Regions from separate parts of the Danio rerio genome. Here region 2 is linked to region 1. A link is a contact called in public Micro-C data. All regions are on one chromosome and are shown on one strand. The core of a region is the stretch at or near the end of the contact, and the rest is flanking DNA. Distances in the headings are between cores, read along the strand shown. Region 1 overlaps cenpt (centromere protein T). Region 2 overlaps col5a1 (procollagen, type V, alpha 1).

The links. Hi-C and Micro-C count contacts between places; a contact is called where the count stands out from the background.
Region 2: a Micro-C map of caudal fin shows a contact between it and region 1, with 7 times the contacts expected there. The contact joins two enhancer-like sites. A contact is called at or near these places in 1 of 18 Hi-C or Micro-C datasets (caudal fin) and 1 of 4 datasets of contacts at active chromatin or transcription factors (caudal fin).

Annotation. Positions count from the first base shown.
Region 1 is chr21:7,683,036-7,690,361 of GRCz12tu, reverse strand. It overlaps cenpt (centromere protein T), which reads right to left. Exons shown (of 13, transcript XM_073935762.1): 12 at 6,939-7,043; 13 at 6,529-6,852. The coding sequence ends at 6,723. Among named protein-coding and RNA genes, the nearest start is that of cenpt, 26 kb to the right of the region's middle. Within about 2 kb of position 2,576, at least 18 of the 62 cell types and tissues checked have an H3K27ac peak or open chromatin away from gene starts, as enhancers often do. A contact at or near this core is called in caudal fin, where this site is marked.
Region 2 is chr21:7,866,152-7,873,477 of GRCz12tu, reverse strand. All of the region lies in intron 4 of col5a1 (procollagen, type V, alpha 1), which reads right to left. Among named protein-coding and RNA genes, the nearest start is that of col5a1, 85 kb to the right of the region's middle. Within about 2 kb of position 4,092, at least 5 of the 62 cell types and tissues checked have an H3K27ac peak or open chromatin away from gene starts, as enhancers often do. A contact at or near this core is called in caudal fin, where this site is marked.

The DNA.
Region 1 (7,326 bases), core at 1,327-3,826:
CCGCTGTGGCGACCTCAGATTAATAAAGGGACTAAGCCGACAAGAAAATTAATGATATAAAGGTCATAAAGCAGCCTTTTAACTAAAGTATTGTGATATTCTTTTATTAATCATACTTACCCGGGAAAAACTGAAAGAAATATCCGGGTACCCCCAGATCCTCCAAATGAAATTCAAGGCTTTTTAAGAACTTTTTAATACCAGTCCAAATGAAATTCAATGCCAACTTCGTACCCGTTCCGACAGAAGTATGAGGGAAAAATGTAAAATCTGTATAAATTTTTAACCCTAGAAAATAATGTACAAGTGTAGAAACCCACACACACACCTGTAACAAGCTGTCTGTATAAACACACACACACATGGACACAAAGCACCAAGCATACGCTCTCTCTTATTCACACACACACACGCATGCTCACCCGCTCCTTATTCAGATATGCATTTCCACGCTACAAGAAATCTGGTCTGGTCTCGCGGGTCTTGCGTTACAGCCAAAGGAATGCAAGCCTCTATCCACAAGTATCGCTATATCAGCCGAGAGGAGAGCAAAAGTCATGCCAGCAGGTCAAATGGGCCACAGTAAGAGAGAGAGAGAGAGAAATAGAGTTTACTTTCATTCTCTCAATCGCAGCTTCTGCTGTGTCAGTGAAAGACTGTCCAGAAAACACATGCAGTGAAATTTATCAGTTTCTGCGTTTTTAAGTAGTTGGAGCGTTGTAAATACTCGCGATCGTCTCCCTCGCCATAGTAGCCTAAGCTAGGGTGACGCACTTTCTGTTATGACATGGAGCGAGAGATGCACTCAACGTTATGCTGCATGATTTTTTAAATTACATTAGTAACAGTTCATTTTGTCAAAGTTTGATCTTTAATCCAAGGAAAGGCAAAAAAAAAATCCTTTGTAACGAAATCCAAGACTTTGTATACCACATACAAGGCTATTAAGGCCTTAATTTGAGATTATTAAACATAAGACTTTTTCAATGCTTTTAAGACTCCGCAAGTCTGAATATGTCCTGGTGTCCATCAAATGCTGTCTGAGCTGCAATCTCCTTCCCATAATGCAATCCAAAAATGTATATAAACAGAAAAACACCCGTAATACATGTAGAACAGAAAAAATCTGTTTAATTATACAGCCATTTTACTGTTATTGTACAGATTTTTTTTTGTGCGTGTAATCACTTGCTTAATTACCCTAATTAAGCCTTTAAATTGCACTTTAATGCCGAGTTCAGACTGGATGATTTTAGCCCCGATTTTGGCTCGCCGACAGGTTTTGAGAAATCGCCGACAAATGCCTGAAATCACAGGCAAATCGGTGCTCGTGCACGTGAGTGACAATCACACAGTATGAACTATCAAAGACGCGATCTGAGAGAATCGCCGATGAGTCGCCGATGCCTGTGAGATATTTGGCGTGCTAAATATCTGGAGCTGTCGGCGATTCAAATCATGCCGTGTGAATTGAGTTTTGACTGAAAATAACATCAGCGATCGCCTACAGCCAATGAGAGAGCGGCTTTCACTTGTGTGTGCTTGCGTGTATACCTGCTGCAGGCCAGCGGGAGGCTGGGGGAGAAGTTAAAAGTTAAAAGAAGTTAAAACCGCTCTTTTTTGGTTTATTTGGACCCACGAAATGGAGGAAAAACTAGTGGAGGTTTGACAGGACTCAGGAGCAACCGTGTCTGTTTGACATTTCATACAGAAAGAAATTAGTTTCTTATCAACGTTGAGGAGAAATGGCCAATTCCCTTTAAACCCAGGTGAGCAAACATGTACATGTTCTACCCCATTAAAGGCTTCTTTCTCATTATGTAGTTAATAACAAAAGATATACTACGTGTTTTTGGCTGTGAGACATAGTTTGGATGAAGTTGTCGGCGATTCATCCTATAGTAAAATCATACAATGTAAAAGTCCCTTTCGCCGATTCATCTTGCAGTGTAAACAAAGCAAAAAAAAAACGCAAGCGAAACGCAAGCCCAGATAGTCATGCAGTGTGAAAACATCTGTGACACGACTACTTTGAAAATCATGCAGTCTGAACTCGGCATAACATGTATACACATATTTTTTTTTTTTAATCACAGGGGGGCTAATAATTCAGGAGAGCTAACTTTAACTGTAGCTAATGACATAATTTTACATTTTTAGGTGAACTATCCCTTTAAGAAGAGTCTTGCTCATGCAGTTGTTCACTTTCACAACAGCAGCTCTCGGAATCTCATCTTAAACAAGTCAGCTAATTTCACACACACACACACACACACACACACACACACACGTGTTCGCTATAGCAGATCCTGCCACATCGAGGATCATCTCTCACCCCGTGAGTCATGCGTTTGGAGATGACGTGAAGGTTCTGGCGACGGCTGTGCTCTGTGACCCGCGTTTGTGGTTTTATGAAGGAGACACAGAACAGATTGGCTTGTCAGAGGTTCGTTTTCAAGCAATGTTTGGTTTAAGTGCTACATTGTAATGAAACTCAACATGATAGATGGAGTCCGCTGGAGCCGCTGCAGTGCTGACTCATACTGTGGAGAATGTAGAAGAAGAACGGGAGGAGGTTTGGGGCCCCAGAGGGCCACAGGGACCCAACATCTGGATATTCGGCTCAATATATAGCGACACCACAACGATGTGAAACAAGAGCCGGATCTGGAATAGCAAGATTTGGATCTCGATCCAGTCTGACACTAAATAAAGACAAAAGATACTGAAGGAGTTTTTAGAAGGAAACAGGAATCCATCGTCTGTCTGGAGCTGCAAATCTCAAAAACAGACTTCGCCTTGTAAAACACACACACACACACACACACGTCTGCTGCAGTCATTAGAAAAGAAAAGAAAAAAAGCTGAAGGAGAAGATTAAAACATAAACATAAACCACACGCTTTAATACAGTTTGCATCTCATTAAAGTGCTCAATAAAAGATAGAAAACAGTTATAGATTGCAAATAAAAGGGCAATTTATACATCTATTAAATATGTGAATAAGAATAGAGGCTTCAACATTTGACGTCAAATTTGAAGGTTTTTATTCACGTTAAATGTTGACTCCTGTATACTGGAATGGGAAATGAGTTTCATTCAGCCATACTGTATTTATAAAATGTCATGGTCTTTTGTGCCTCATTGACTTTAAGCTTAAGTGAAGCGTTTATTTCTACTAGATTTAGTCATGATAGGCTTAGTCAGGGATGTCCAGACTCGATCCTGGAGGGCGGTGTCCTGCAAAGTTTAGTTCCAACCCCAATCAGACAGACTGGGCTAGCTAATCAAGCTCCTACTAGGCAGTCTATAAGCATCCTTGCAGGTGTGTTGAAGCAAGTTGGAGCTAAAATCTGCAGGACACCAGCCCTCCAGGAGGGAGATTGGTCACCCCTGGGCTTAGTGATAGTCTATAATTGATATGAAGAATACTAAAATGTCTATTTTACATGGTTTATTTATAAATCAGCATGAAATGTTGAAAATGTGTGTTTTACACAAGTGCAGAAACAACATCTTTGTCTGTGAAACTGCTCTTGGTGGAGTGTGACTGCCATCTGGTGGACACAGCATGCAAAAACAAGATTTCTAGATTGTTTTTTTCATTCACTTTCTTTTCAGCTTAGTCCCTTTATTAATCGGGGGCCGCCACAGTATAATGAACTGCCAACTTATCCAGCATACGTTTTACGCAGTGAATGCCCTTCCAGCTGCAACCCACCACTAGGAAACTTCCATACACTCTTGCATGCACACTCATACACTTACAGTCAATTTGGCTCATTCAATTCACCTACAGCGCATATGTTTGGACTGTGGGGGAAACCGGAGCACCCAGAGAAAACCCACTCCAACACAGGAAGAACATGCAAACTCCACACAGAAATGCCAATTGACCCAGAAGGGGCTGGCACCAGCAATCTTCTTGCTGTGAGGCAACATTGCTAACCACTGTGCCACCGTTACGCCTAAATTGTTTTTTGTCTTATCAAACCATTCATTGACAATCCCATTTCAGGAGTGATTGGGAATCTACAAGATCTAGCATATCTTAGTAAACCATCAGAAATACTATATACACAAATATGCCCTAAATGAAACTTTTGCAACTTTCTTTTATACAAAACATTATTTTGTTTACTACATAAAGATGTAGATTTAAGTTGCGATTACGGAATGATGTCATCACGCATATGTTAATAAGAACCTATTAATTGTGCATCTGGATGTAATGTTTTAATATGATGTAATAAACAGTGCCTCAGAGAATAGAGACATGACAGGCTTACGCTTGTCAGATACTACGTGATGACGTCACTGATATGCAAATTAGTGCGTGAAGTCATCAGGCAACATTTAGCTACTTTTTGGGCAGGCTTTAGCTAGTTTTTTTGGAAATAGTTGGCAACACTGGTTAAGTCTCCAGCAGTATGTGTGCGCGCGCCGTGAATATATTGTCAATCAGCTGTGTGGACTGTCCTGTCGCAAAATGCGGCTAGAAGTCCTACAATTAATGTAATAGTTTAATTGCGGCGTTTACATATCTGTACTGCACTTCAATAATGCGGCTTTCTGCACATCTAACTCCGGTGAGGGAAAAAATTCGGTTACGTCACACCCACCCCGTTCAAATTCAATCCTGCTTCCAATCTTCAAGGCTAATTTCACCCACACGCTCCATCATGCTAACATCTCAACTCACAAGACAACTTTTTACCTAAATTTTACCGATTTAATGTCACGACATCTCAAGACACCCTTAATAATAAGAGTTAATTTTCCGGTCCCCCTGCAGGATCGCTGAGGCCCACTAGTGGGCCGGGGCCTACCGGTTAAGAATTCCTGCCCTAAATTAAACTTCTGCGACTTGAAAAAATGGAAATCCACCATTTTTTCAAATTTATTTAAATTAAAATATTAAGACCAAAAACATTTACATTTAGTCATTTAGCAGACGCTTTTATCCAAAGCGACTTACAAATTAGGACAAGCAAGCAATTTACACAACTATAAGAGCAACAATGAATAAATGCTATAGGCAAGTTTCAGGTGTGTAAAGTCTAAGAAGGAAAGCATTAGTACATTTTTTATTTATTTATTTATTATTATTTTTTTTTTTTTTTTTTGAGTACAGTTAGTGGTATATCCAGAGAGGCAATTGCAGATTAGGAAGTGAAGTGGAGACAAAAAAACTGAATTCATGAGAGCGGGTCATCGGGGACGGTTGCGCCCCGACATGGTTCAATGCAACTGTGTCTAGTTTGAGTACTTACTTAGTGATGAACTAACACAAAATTATATTAAAAATCTAAAGTTTACAAAAGAAAATAGAAGTCATTGCAAACTCACGTTTGTGTTTTTTTTTTGATAAACGATTTGCAAAAAAAAACAAAAGGAAATCTACAGTACACAGAGCATCATTAATAATCTCCATTTCTATTCCAAACCAGGATGAATCAAATCATTTTATGAAAGCCCTATGTAATATCCTCCTGAGACCCGAAGAAATTTATTTCCTTTTCTTTTTTTGTGATTTCCTACATTCTTTGGGTTTAAAAAAACCTACAATTTAGAATTTTTACATTTGGTTTTTATTTTTAATTTCACAGCATGTCCACTATAGTGGACCACAGGACCATTTTACTTGTAAACGACCGCCACTCAGACAACAAAACTGTACAGGATATGGCTGTAAAGGGATAATAATCCAATATTAATGTAACAAAAACAAAACAAAAGCCATTTTTTCATTTTGTATTGAAATTCCTGAAAAAGTTTAGTCTGAAAGAGAGACGAACTCAATAAAACAAATCAAAAACAACAAAAAAGTGATGTTAACACAAAACAAATTTAACATAAAAGTGATTTAAAACTGGTTGTCATTCTCTAATTTTCTAATTGTCTGACTGTCAGACTCTAAATCAGAAACTCCCTCAACTATTTTATAAGAATCCTCTCTGCTTCAGTTCTGCCTCCTACAACATGCAGTCTTTAATTACATTAAGATGGTCGTGGTGTCCACTATAGTGGGCATTTAAAAAAGGAGGATATTTTGAAACACAAACAAGTTAACAGCTTTGAAAGCTAAATGTGTTGTTCCTGACACTTTAATAAACAAATAAATATCTAATACAAATAGTAAAAAAAAACATTTAAAAAGCTAAATTTTACACACTTCTCTCCTTCTCATAAAATGTGCTTTTTTGTATGTCGGCCATTTTGGATGCAGTGTAAGAAGTGGTTCCTAGCATGCCAGCCAATCAAATGACATATCACTAGAAAGCCCATGATGTCCTCTGAACAGTACAACAGGACTTGACAGTGTCTCAAAAAATTCATTGAAAATTCATGAAAACGCAATGTCCACTACAGAGGACACAAGTCAATGGGCGGGTCTCAGGAGGACATTTGTGTTCTGTATATTTCTCCAAAGAACTATTCTGAGGCTAATCATTGAGGAAAGCTCATTTCCTCTGGAAATCAATCATGCAAAACAAGACAAGGACTTCAGTTTAAATTCTGTTAGATTTTTTAATGTCTTTTTTTTTTTTAATTATTTGAAAAATATACATTAATGGCTAAAAATACAAAGTAAAGTTGTTTTCTTAATGGTTATGCAAGAAACAGATATATATTACACAAATCATAATTTACAAAAAGGTATTTGTATTGTTTTGAACGTATTCACATATTTACAAGAACACGAGTCACATCTGCATGTTCACCTTCTTTGTGTGGGGATGACTTTATTTCCACTGGTGGCCACCGGGATGAGAAGTTTGCGATACTCCAGCGGGAGGTACTTCTCTATCAGCACATTTACAGGCATGCTGTCGGTCACGAAGCCCTGTCTGAGAAAAACAAGTACTTCAATAAGTAAACACAGCACAAGTGATTGTACGAGTTTTGGAGAATGCTGTACAAAATTGACATTTACCTTCTCATGAGGAGCTCAAAATCCTCAACCTCAATAGTTTTACGTTTGGCATGAGTTGCGTATGTTTCTAGATCATCAGCCAACCGGTCAAAGTACTTCTTCAGACTGAGTGAAAGAGAAAACAAACAGACATTGCAGGAGATATAACGTCATCTAGTGATCTCAAAAGACTGTGATGAATAAGAATACAAAGTGTGTGCTGTGTATAGTTATGCATGTATAAATACATAACCAAAATATATACATATTTACTTTTTGTATATCATTTGTACTAGATAATGTTTACACACACACATTTGTATATATTTATTTACATTTAAATGATATTGGCAATAGCCAAAAACACACTGCATAAGTAAAAAAAAAAAGAATATATTTTATGCCAAAA
Region 2 (7,326 bases), core at 2,843-5,342, 180 kb before region 1:
CAAAAACTCCCCGCATCTCTCTCTGGAGTCCAAGCTAACCGCTTCAGCAGCTGCCTGTGGTGACGAGCGCAGCCAAAACACTCTACACACACACTACACATATACGCATATGCACTCATACACACACACTCTCTCTCTCACACACAAACACTCTCTCACTTTCTTTGTCACACACACACACCACACAAACACACATATGAACACACTCTCTCTCTTTCACACAAACTTAATAGCTCGTTCACTCAATTACACACACACACACACACACACACACACACACACTCTCTCACTTTTCACACGTGCATACACACACGTACAGTGCACAGACATAAACTCACACACATACACTCACGCACACAAACAAACACACTCTCTACCTTTCTCTGTCACACACACCTGACCACACAAACTCACATGCATACACTCTCTTTCACACACACACACACACACACACACACACACACTTACTTACTCACTCAATCACTCACACACACATGCACACACTTTCTCACATTCATACACTCTCTTTCTCTCTCTTGCACACACACACACACACACACACGCACGCACGCGCACGCACGCACACACACACACGCACATGCACATGCACATGCACATGCACGCACGCACACACACACACACTCTCTCTCTCCTTCATACACACACACCACACATTCATTCACTAAATCACACACACATGCACACACTTTTCCACACTCACACACTCTCTCTCTTTCGCTCTCTCTCTCACACACACACACACACACACACACACACACACACACACACACACACACACACACACACACACACACACACTCTCTTTCTCTCTCTCACTCTCTCACACACACACACACACACACACACACACACTCACATTAGAGGTGCTTTCTTATACACACATACACACTCGCACTCTCTCTCACACACACACACATACACTCTTTCTCTCTTTCTCTTTGTCTCACTTGCATGCACACGCACGCACACACACACGCACGCACGCACACACACACACACACACACACACACACACACACACACACACACACACACACACACACACACACACACACACACACACACACACACACACACACACACATACAAACACACACACATACACACAAACACACAGAGATACAGAAATGTTTAAAATATGGAATATGCTTACATCATCAAATTAATCCAAAAATATAAAAGAAAAATAAATGACAGAAAACAGCAGAAAAAAGGAAAAAGAAGACAAAATCTATTATTAATTATAATAACAAGTATAAATAGTGTAGATTATGTAAACAAGGCACACACACACACACCCACACACGCATTCTTTCTCTTTCTTTCACCCACACACATACATTCTCTCTCTCTCTCTCTCTCTCTCGCTTGAGTGTGGCGTGGCTGCAGTGGACAGGAGAGGGCGACAGACAGCACAGCTAATAATGAGCAAGAACAGAGGAATGATCCCAAACTGTTCTGGTAGGAAGCCCAGAGTACAGCACGTTCCTCTCAGTGCACCAAAACATCATGATTCCTTGTTCTGTCCTGCCATTTTGAACACACATGCAACACTTTCTCTCTCACACACTGCATGTACGGACACTTTCATGGAAACATATTTCAGATATTGCATATTAATTGAACAAATATGTGTGTACAAAATGTGTGTAGATTTGTATGATTATGCTCATATACACTACCTGACAAAAGCCTTGTCGCCTATTCAAGTTTTAGGAATAACAATAAATAACTTCTGCTAAATGTAAATGTAAACTTCTAGTTGATCATTTCCGATCAGAAGTAGCTTATAGGAAAGGCAAAGGCCTCTAGATTATGTTTATTTTACCAAAATACAATATGATCATGTCTTGATTTTTTTAATTATTTAATTAGGACAGTAAGGGCTGACTTTGCTTAAACAAAAGTCTTGTCACTTAACAGAAATAATGTCCAGTATAGACCAGTGGTTCTCAAACTTTTTTCACCAAGTACCACCTCAGAAAAAAATAGTCTCTCTAAGTACCACCATTATGACCAGTATTGAAATAAGGTAGCGTAGTTATCCAATTTAAGCAGCTACAGCACTGCACAGTAGTGATGGGAAGTTCGGATCATTTTACTGACTCGGATCTCGATCAAGAAGAACAAATCTTTTTTCGAGTCATTTCGTTCATTTGGTTCAATTTGGCAAATTGTTAATAAATGTTACAAATTGCTTCCAAACACTGATACAACTAGCCCAAAAGGTTGATCACACGACAAATAAGTCAAAAAAAGAATTCTATAAGAAGGAGAAAATGATACTTCAATGTTTACCTGCTCGTTTGTCAATGAAGGCATTTTTGTCTCTTTACTCAGCTCACCTCTTCATGTCTTCTAATGTCAGGGGTTCGTTCATATTAAACTGGCAGTCACATATAATTTTAACCAATGTACACAATCTGAGCCGATAGGAGCCATGATAATTAGTTCACCTTTCAAGTCTTGAGTCATTCGTTATTTACGTGACAGAATGACTCAAACCCGAGGACTCGAGAGAAGAGCGGTTCAATACTTTTTCCGGCTCTAAACGCGTATGATTGGCCCGTGATGAACGAGTGACTCAGACCCGATAGAAGACTCGAGAAATGAACGAATCAAATCTTTTTCCGGCTCTAAACGTGTATGATTGGCCCGTGATGAACGAGTGACTCAGACCCGATAGAAGACTCGAGAGATGAACGGATCAAATCTTTTTTTGGCTCTAAACGCATATGATTGGCCCATAATGAACGAGTGACTCAGACCCGATAAAAGACTCGAGAGATGAACGGATCAAATCTTTTTCCGGCTCTAAACGCGTATGATTGGCCCGTGATGAACGAGTGACTCAAACCCGATAGAAGACTCAAGAGATGAACGGATCAAATCTTTTTCCGGCTCTAAACGCGTATGATTGGCCCGTGATGAACGAGTGATTCAAACCCGATAGAAGACTCGAGAGATGAACGGATCAAATCTTTTTCCGGCTCTAAACGCGTATGATGGCTTCTGCCTTTCCGCGATGAACGACTCGAAATGTGATGAAGACTTGAAATGAACGATACCACCTGCACAAATGTGCGCACGCACGGATGAACGAATCACTCCCTGAGAGGACTCGTAGTTCCCGAGTCATATTGAAGATTCAAATATGTGAAATCAAAATGAACGAATCGTTCATGAACGACCCCTCACTACTGCACAGTTCGAAATAGAAGAGTCATATTCATATTTACAGAATTTTTGATAAATATTTACATATATGTTTTGAAATCTAAACATTAACTGGTATGTAGATTGGTAGGGAACCCTTTTTTCTCAGAGGATGTCAAGCTGAAAAAACATTGCTGCACAAGTTTTATTTATGGAGAATTAAAAAGCACTGCAGAGTTTGGGTGTTCTGGGTTTGTCCGAGATAATTAGTCTAACGAAAATAATGAAGACAAAAGAAAATGAATGAATGAATGAATGAATGAATGAATGAATGAATGAATGAATGAATGAATGAACGAATAATTGAATATTAAAATTATGACTGACAAAAAATGGTTCACTTGTACTAAATAACATATAATACAGACACATTCTTGTGACAGCTTGTGTTAGATTCAAACACACACACAAACTCGCATTATTTTCAAGACTTTGAGGTCTTGTGCTTATTAGGTTTGTTTAAAAATGACATCATCCCAGCTGCTTATGACCTCATAAGCCCAAGACATGAGAAACAGACCAAATGTGATCCGCATTACAACACAAGCTCTCGCAGCAGGAAAGATCGCAAAAGCATTTTAACGAACCAGCATGAAGCACACCACAAAAACGACAGAATATCAGACTTAAGTCAAGACCACAAAAGCCACATGCATGTGCTCGCAAACACACACACACACACACACACACACACACACACACACACACACACACACACACAAACACACACAGTCAATGTCTGCCCATTCTCAAAATGTAAAAAAAAAATAAAAACCAACCACAGAAACCGAAGCATCCAGTGACACACACACAGTGGCAGCGTCTGGAGGCCTTTAAGATCAGGGCCAAAATCAACAGCTCTAAAAAGCGTCTACCGCTGCGTTTTTCCTGTGTTCCTTTCATCCGTCAGCATTCGCTCCTTCGTTTCTGCCTTTTGCCATCACTCAACTCGACTTTCACTTCTCTGTCTGATGATAATGACGTTTACAGTTGGGTTCAGGTTGTGTTTCCTCAACTGCGGCATTGACAGACGAACTGTTTAGACTGTGTTTTTGCCGGGAAAGTTTGATTTGGAATATAGCTGAACCGAAACGTCTGCTCAAATGTTTCTTTCATGTTCGCCTTCATTCGTGCAGGGACAGCTCATTCATTCCTAATTACATACACACTGTGAAAAGACATCAGTTGACTTTACTTCAAAAAAGATGAGTAGTAAACTTTTCTCCACTGTTTTTTTATTTCTTTAAATAGGCTTATTTTACGGCTGAAACTCATTTCATTTCATGACTTTTACAATTTTTGAAATCATTCAGCTGGTCTCATAGTGTGGCAGAAGCACTTTTACCTTCCCTTACGAAAACAACTGCAGTAAACTGAAGCAAAACTGCAGTATAAAGAAGTATAACTGCAGTACAATTAAGTACAATTGCAAAAGACACTGAAGTATAGGTGAAGTTTATTTATAAACTAATTTCGAGAGTATCAAGTGCTTATGATTGCTTGCAGCTGGCCCTGCATTATTTAATTTACGATTCACCAATCAGACGATTCCTAAGCCACTATAAAAACTATGAGTTCAATATAACAGCCATCTTCATTTTGAGAATCCCCCCTTCCGCCCCTACTCCCCCTCCTTTCCTAGATGGGTGGCACGGTGGCCCAGTGGTTAGCACTGTTGCCTCACAGCAAGAACGTCACTATTTCTAGTCCTTACCAAGCCAACCGACGTTTCTGTGTGGAGTTTACACGTTCTCCCCATGCTCACGTGGGTTTCCCCTGGGTTCTCCGGTTTCCTCCCACTGTCAAAAAAGCTTGCAACCTAAGTTAATTGACTTATTCAAACCGGCACCAAAGACATGCTCCTAGTAAATAGTTATCTCTTAAGAGCAATCACTTTCTGTTCACTAGCTACTACAGCAGGGGAGTTCTCAAGATCTACCTAAGCTCAAACTCCCCTTTCGCCTTGCAAATGGGAGGGAGCCCCAGGCTCGAGGATCTAATAAGCTCAGGGCTCTCTCCCGGGACAGCATGCCAAACAAGCTTTATAATCAATCATCAGCTAAGTGTGAACTCTTGAAACAGTTAAATAAATTAAATAAATTATATATATATATATATATATATATATATATATATATATATATATATATATATATATATTTTTTTTTTTTTTTTTTTATTTATTTATTTATTTATTTATCTATATATATATATCTATATCTATATCTATATATATATATATATCTATATATATATATATATATATATATATATATATATATATATATATATATATATATATATATATATATATGTATGTGGGAGTATTTGGGCTTTTTCTTCAATAAATGAACCTGACAGGACAACAGGAGATGTCAAAAAAAAAAAAAAACTGCTGCTTTGAATTGGACTGACTACTACTATTCATCTATTAGTCTACTATTCATATCCATTACAAATAAGAAAAGAAATGTAAAATACATTAAAAACACCCTAAATCTGTTGAAACACATCAATCCAAAGTCGGTTGGGTTTGCAGCTGGATATTATTGGAGTTCGCTGTCAGGAACAGTAAACAGCAGTTTTACTACAGAAACACCACAGAGTCTCGCTTAATCCTTTTGTATGGGCACGCGTCCATTATAAAACGGTCGCAGGACATTTGGACAACTACACGCATATTTTAAAGGGTTCAAACAGAGAGCAAACAGTTTGTAAATCAGTGGACTTGTGCGACTCTGATACAGTACGAGTCGCAGACGTGAGACACGCACGAACTCTGATCATCGTTACCTTTAGATTTGCATTTGCTTTATAAAGCTGAGAATGTAGTCCTAGCTGGTATGCAGTGGTTACACAGTTAAGTCTATATAACAGTGAGGCTGTTTTTGCACCGAGTCCGAAGTAATTTCACGGAAAACGCGAAATGCCATATAACATATTTAATAAGGAAATCAAATAATTATAGTATAATATTTAAGTTAATTTTAAGCTAGCCTATACCACGCCCCATCTGCAGCATCACCGCAGCCCACCAGTTGAGAATGCCTGGCATACATCATTGAATCGGATTAGACAATTAGCACTGCACTCAAAAATTAACAGAAAAACAAAGCTTAACTCTTCCGTTTAATTAGTGTGTAATTACTAAGGTGTCACGATCCTCCAAATCCTCGATTTGATTACATTTTCGATTCTAAAGGCACGATTCGATTCGATTTTTGATTATGAATAATTAATTAATTAATGACCAATTAATTATTTGTAGCCTACCGTTTAAACTACCTGACCTGCATGGTCTTTGTTTCACCCATAAACAAATCATACAGAAAATGAATAAAGGCAAGATACACACATAATTACCACCTGTCAATCACTTTTTCTGCGGGACTCGTGAATTGGCAGTGATCTGTGTCGTTATAATGGCGTCGGTAAAAAAGACGCACAACCAACAGGAACCAGCCAACAGTATCTGAGGTGTGCGCTAAAATGACCAAGTACAAGTGAGTGAAAGATTGAAGCAGTCTACTGATCCTCTGACTGCCTGGACCTGCTGTCTCGAGCGCATGGCTGTGTCTAAGTGGTCACGTGATGTGCATTTTCAGAGGTAGAGAGGAAGGAGGGCTGCTCAGAAATGCTACACGCCACTGTGGATGTCAAATCGTTGTCGTTTTAAAATGCCATTTAAAAAACAAAGACAGTGTAAACAGGGCCTGAGTGTGTACTTTTCGCGAGCGGATTTGCAACGGGGGCGGGCGGAGGATCGCGATGCCGGTGTTGTCTATCGGACGAACCGTACGTAATACGTACATAGCAGAGCTTGCAAAACTGTGTTTTGTTTTTTTTGTCGACAACACGAACGTTGTCAACATAACTTACTGGAAATCCCCCCGCGACTTCATTGAAAGAGGAGAGGGTTTCAGTTCTGTCGACGGGTTTCCTGCTTCTGCAGTTTAACAAGCACATCAACAAGCATGTTTTTTCCCGCTTGGCAAGCCAAGCTGACGTGACATGGGGGCGTGGCAGCATCGACGATTCTATTTTTTGATTTGATAATCGAAATTGAGCATAAATTTTGATCGATTTCGA